2 separate regions of the Arachis hypogaea genome follow, and region 2 is linked to region 1. The links are chromatin contacts, called in public Hi-C maps. All regions are on one chromosome and are shown on one strand. The core of a region is the stretch at or near the end of the contact, and the rest is flanking DNA. Distances in the headings are between cores, read along the strand shown. Region 1 holds the start of LOC112771215 (probable BOI-related E3 ubiquitin-protein ligase 3). Region 2 has its middle 24 kb from the start of LOC112774573.

Evidence for each region. A called contact is a pair of places that touch in the nucleus more often than the background predicts.
Region 2: a Hi-C map of leaf shows a contact between it and region 1, with 2.0 times the contacts expected there. The contact joins the enhancer-like site here to the promoter of LOC112771215 in region 1.

What each region holds. Positions count from the first base shown.
Region 1 is chr18:65,177,048-65,179,873 of arahy.Tifrunner.gnm2.J5K5, reverse strand. LOC112771215 (probable BOI-related E3 ubiquitin-protein ligase 3) reads right to left here and starts at 1,332. Exons shown (of 3, transcript XM_025815881.3): 1 at 866-1,332; 2 at 353-779; 3 at 1-264. The coding sequence starts at 921.
Region 2 is chr18:65,452,430-65,455,624 of arahy.Tifrunner.gnm2.J5K5, reverse strand. No RefSeq gene overlaps it. Among protein-coding and RNA genes, the nearest start is that of LOC112774573, 24 kb to the left of the region's middle. Within about 2 kb of position 1,769, at least 1 of the 3 cell types and tissues checked has open chromatin away from gene starts, as enhancers often do.

The DNA.
Region 1 (2,826 bases), core at 83-2,582:
GCCGCGTTGGGCGAGGACTTGTTCCAGGTTCGTTCTGAGAGCATTTGCTGTTGCCTCGTTCGTTTGTGCCAAATCACGCCATATCTGATTCTCTATGCATAAAGACTTGACTTTCTCTTCTAACGCCCAATTCAGTTTCCCCATTTTCTCTATTTCATCCTCTTTTGCTTTCAGCCTCTTCATCACACTTACTTCTATTGCTTCCATGATTCTCCTTGCATGTCTCTTGCGCTTCTCTTCTAACTCCATCCTCACTTTCTCCATCTGAAGAATGAAACAGGACAGAACAATGAAAATATGAGATTTTCAGACATATGATCATGCATTGAAATAATTAATTGATGATACTTACGCGTTGTGCAACAAGTTGATCGATGTCAAGCTGTTGCTGATGGATCTGGAGGGTAATGTCTTCCCCTAAAAAGGTAAAAGAGCCACAATTTTTGTGATGTGGTTGAACTGTGACGGTGGAGGCTGTGGCGGGGTACGAAGAGGGGAAAGTGTAGTTGATGGAACCTGACGTGTCTCTTGATCGTTTTCTCGACAAAGGAATGTTATTGTAGGTGAGAGTGCTTTCCGATTTTATTGGAGTCTTTTGTTGTTGAGGCAGGGAATCTGCAGCAATTGAACTATACATCGCCGGCGGGAGCATGGCCTCTGTTCCGACGCCGGCAGCAGCGGTTGTAGTTGTGCCGGATAACGGAAGCAAGGATGAGTAACCAAGCTGAGCGTTGTATAAATTCAGATTCATGTTTGTCTCAATGGAATTCATCATTTCCCTGCACACATAGATATAGATTCAGATTAATATGGCAAAACCATATCGAAATGATGAAAATAACATGTTGTATGAAATGATATGTACCTATTGCTTATGAGTTGCGAAGGGAAGAGATTGAGATGGCGAGCCTCAACGGCCATGTTTTTCAAAAAACTCAATAAAATGGTGATAACCCTTTTTTTTTCTTTTCCTTCTGTTCTGTGTTGTTGTTGTTCTCTTTTCACTTGTTGGGTGGGGAGGGCTTTTATTTATATTTAACTTGAGTTGTGCGTTTTTGGCGTGGTTGCTGTTATAAGCAGTTTCTTCGGTAGTGGCTATTAGAAGGGAGAGAAAAGAAGACTCGGTTGTGTTTTTGTGTGTGTGAGGGAGAGAGAATAGATAGAAATAGAGATGAGCAAGGTAGATAGATAATAAGAGGATGAAAGGGAAGACAAAGAAGAGCACAAGTTAAATGAAAGGAAAGGGAACTAGGAAAATGGGGGAGAGGGGCATGCAAATAGAGGTGGCATTGCTGTATGGTGGGGTTTATTTAGGGTTTCCTTCGGTCCACACATTATTTTGGTTGAATAATTAAATTGACTAATTTAAATTTAATTAACTTTTTAAAAAATTATTATTTACATGGAAAAAGAAAAGCTTCTGTTGGTTTTAGTGACGAGATCTTTTTGTCTAATCCAGAGTAGAGACCGTGCTACAGAGGGAGATTCGACGAGGGCAATTGCGAAATTATGGGCCAGTACGAGGAGTATTTTGGTAATACAACCCCCTCCATGTGTCCGTAACTGTTGAGATTGGCCAAGCAACATCGATCACCTTTACTTTCTCCATTAACGAATAGTTAAATTAGTAAACAATTAAATTAATAATATTATTCGAAAAACGGCGAGTGCGACACGTAATACCTTCCCACTAGAGGCTGGCACGTAGATATATAGTATACTACGATTCAACGTTTTATTGACTGTTATCTTTTCTCCCCCTAAAGTTAATAAGCTAATTTTGTGCGCTATTTTTGTTTAGTGCTGTGATTTTAGTGGTAATTTTTTTATAATATAAAAATTTAGTATATTTTTTGTATAGAGAGTTAGATTTCTTTAAATATATAAATTTGAGAATATACTAATCGAATTTTTCGATTTGTTTTACAACAAAAAAATTATTTTATCATAAATCGAATTTTTTGATTTGTACATTATAAAATTTAACTTTCATATTTTTTAAATTAAAAAGTCTGATTTGCTATTTAAAATTAAAAATTAAAAATTATTTAAAAAAAACACATCAATTAACTATGATAGTGGATTACATATAAATTTTTTTATTTCTAAAAAATTTAACCTAATTTTGTACCACAATTAAAAAAATAAAAAGAAAAAGCCAATAGTGGTAATAAAAGAAAATGTTAATATAATTAATGAAGTAATAAATTTAGGTTTAGATGTTTTTAATTAAGAGTAGATCTATCTTGTTTCCTATTTAAAATTATAAATTGAAAAAATATTTATTAAAAATATATAAAACTTTTCATTAATAATAAATTTGTCATGTGTTCTAGTCATGTGTCTTTAGGACAAATGTTAAATAAATTTCTTTATTAATTTATTACAATTTTCTAGAAGTTAATTATTGTTCAAATTTATTTGACTTCAAAATAATAAATAGTATTTATTAGCTTGAAAAATAAAAATAAAATTATATTTGACCAAACTATATTTTAATATATTATTATCATAATATATTTCATAAAATTAACTATTTATTTTTATATTTTTTTATAAAATCTAAAAACAATCATATTAAGACATGTTAAAAGTTTAATTTTGATCAATTAATTTCAAATAGAAAAGAAGAAAAATCAGGTTGAATAATACTCAATATAACAACCACAAAAGCATTATAATGGGTACTACTATGTTGAGTAAATATTTTTTATGAATAATGCTAATGCGATTCGTAGAAAATAAAATTTAATATTTTTTGGAAAATATATTATAATATAATAATTATTTTAAATTAAGATTAATTTAAAAAGTATGTTTAAAATT
Region 2 (3,195 bases), core at 520-3,019, 280 kb before region 1:
CACTATCCATCCACATATAAAAATATCATATCAATAATAAGCACTTAGACATATAGATAGAGATGCATGTATATTAATTATGAGTGGCCAAGTACATCAACCAAAGAGTAACCTTCGGCTTTAGCGGCTAATTAATTAAGCCTTTTGTATATACAATAGTGCCTAATGTTGACAAGAAAGAACCATTAGTAATACTTTTTTTAGGGCAAAAGTCCCCCACTAATAAAAGGGAATTGAAATTGGGGGTGGCAAAGGCATAATGATTTTACCCCAAGATGGAGGAGTTGGGTTTGTGACCACAAACTCCAAGAAACCCCATTAATGGGGATGAGTAAGCTAAGCCTATGTGATGGCCTTGGCACATGCATATTATGTTAGTGGGTGAAGCTGATGTTTACACAAACACCAATCTATGTCTTAAAAGCCATATGGAAAAAGAATAGTTGACAATTTCCCCTACAAATTGTTCTCCCTCTTCATGAATAACAACTAGAGTACTTTCTTTTATTCAATAATTTTTTTTTTTCTTTTTAATTTTACCCTTGTTATCCTATCTCACATTTAGTAATAGAAATAAGGGAGTAGGGGGTAGAAAAGTTATTGAAGAGAAAAAAGGGATCGGAGAGGGGATGTTGTCTTTATTAGCATTAAAAAATGCAATTAATAATGTCCCTTATCTTTAACCTTACTCCACCTATATCACGCCAAATCCATTCACTCATGGACATGGCAAGTCGTTTCAAATTCCCTTATAAAGAAAATTCTCATTATGGGAGATATGATTACCCTTGGTGAATGGTTTATATATATATGCTTCTTTTCATTTAGAGGTGGATTCTTAATTCCATATCATTGACCCACCATGCCTTTTATGTTATGTGTAGCTTACCATAATCCTTACAAAGTAAAATGAGAATCAAAGAATTGTGGGAAAGCAAAATAATATATATGCCAGCAAGGCTCTTCCCAAACATAGGGTTGCATCATCTTAATCATGTATCACACACATTAAGAAAAAATAAATAAAATAGTAAAAATAAAAATATAGGAAATTGACAAGGGTATATATATCAACAAAAGCTTCACTCACTTTAGCTTAAATTTAAAGGGAGCAAGCCTTAAGATAATGCCTAAGAAGTATCACTATCCACATTAATTTCAGGAAGAAATTTTAAATTTTTTCATTATTATTATTATTTGGGAAGTTAGGCCAACCCCAAATAGCAATATGTCAATGGTGATTGAAAACTAAAAATTCCATTCTTTGGATTTATCAATATGCCTTTTTTCACTGTGGCACCTTTAGACTTTGTGATTCACAATTTGTGTTGTGTTAGACACAATTGGACATGCTACTTTAGGAGCCACCTTCATTTCAATTCTATCTATTATTATGTATATATGTATGTATATAATATAGAGGAATGACAGGGCCAGCAATTTTTGTAATTTGTAGCCATCAAATAGCTATCAATGATGTTTTAATGGTGTGAGATTGGTGTGAAATTTTATCCAATAATTTATTTTTTTTGCTGGTTATATGCAGGTCAGAATTTAACAAAATTGCTAGCCCTTAGACTTTTCCTTACAATTATAATACTAAGTGACTTGTGATATGGCAGAGGGTCCACTTTCTTTAAAGGAGAAAACATGTGTTAGGATAGAACAAAAGGAAGCAACAAAATCAATTCTCTATGATGACGGGGTTAGGACATGAGTGCCCCCTTTCACAAGGGAAGAAAGTTAGGTTCCCCATCATGGACCCCTCAATCCTCTTTAATTAGATCCATATTCTATGCTTTGTACTATCCCAATACTTTGGGTAAGGCCCACAACCCCAAGTGAAATAAATAATAATAATACTAATTAAAATAAATAATTGGAATATGTATATATATCACCGATATTGACAACTTATGTGACACACATTTCTAACCCCTTTTGCACTTGCAACAAGCCTAGCTAGCACCATCTTCCATATTCTTTAGCTACAAAGATAATAAAAGAAAGCAACATCCCATATGGGCCTAGATACTTACAAACCTTTCCTATCTATTACTTTAGCCCCCTCAAGCTAAGAAAATTCTCTTATTCTTGTATTTCTTTTTTTTTTTTTTTCATGGATTTGACATCTATCATTTACCTAAAATCAAACATATATCTCTAAGGTTAATGACTTAACCAATTTGAATGTCAAATATGGTTAGTTCAATTCTTTCCTTATATAAATATTAAAAATTTAAATTTTGCTTTGTGCATGTATAATTTATTAATTAGCAGTAAATTTTTAAATAGAATTTAATTTTTTATTATAAAAACTTTTAGAATAATATAAAAGGATATTAAATACAAAGTCTTTATAAGATATATTTGGAGCTTTTATCACCTATGCTAAATCTAAAGAAAGTATAAATTGATTGATTAGCTAATTAATTAATTAATTAGTAATTATTAATGAAGAAGATATGGTATTGGGTTAAGTATCATTGTCCTAATTGGAGGACAGGTGCGTAGTGTGTACGTGACGAAGGATTTGGAGTCTGCCCAAAATGTTCATTGACAATAATGATAAAATAATATTGTATGTCAATTCTATAATTAACTATTCCTATGTGTAGATAGATAAAGATGTTTAATGAGAAGTTTACTAGTCTTAAAAAAAAGAATGATATCATTGGAGAAGGTGGTGGGGGAAAGGGGTTTTGACCCCACGTACATAAAAATGGATGTGTGATTCTATGCAGAAAAAAAGGGACCAAAGCAATGAAAGTGGGTTAGTTTATTCACACGTCTCTTTCTTAAAAGGGAGACATGGATCACTGTGGTTTTATTGTTTGTTGGTTTGCCTTTCCCTTCAACATTCATAAATAAATAATATTACTTACTTTCATTCATAGTCATATACTAATAGGGCAAAGTCACCCAAATAAAATACTAATAGGGCATGCGTGTGATTGGTTCATCTTTCATGATTTGCGTAAAGGCATTTCAAAGCTCACAAAATTAAATTAATCGACTAATTAATTAATTTGGGAATTATTTGGCTAATTTTTTTAGTTATTGTAAAATTAAGGGCCTAATATATATGGTGATATTATACAAATTTAATGTAATGCATTGATATGTGATAGAATGTTATCAAAATAAATTATGAGTGACGATTTGAAAAAGTGACAAAAAATATATATATAAATT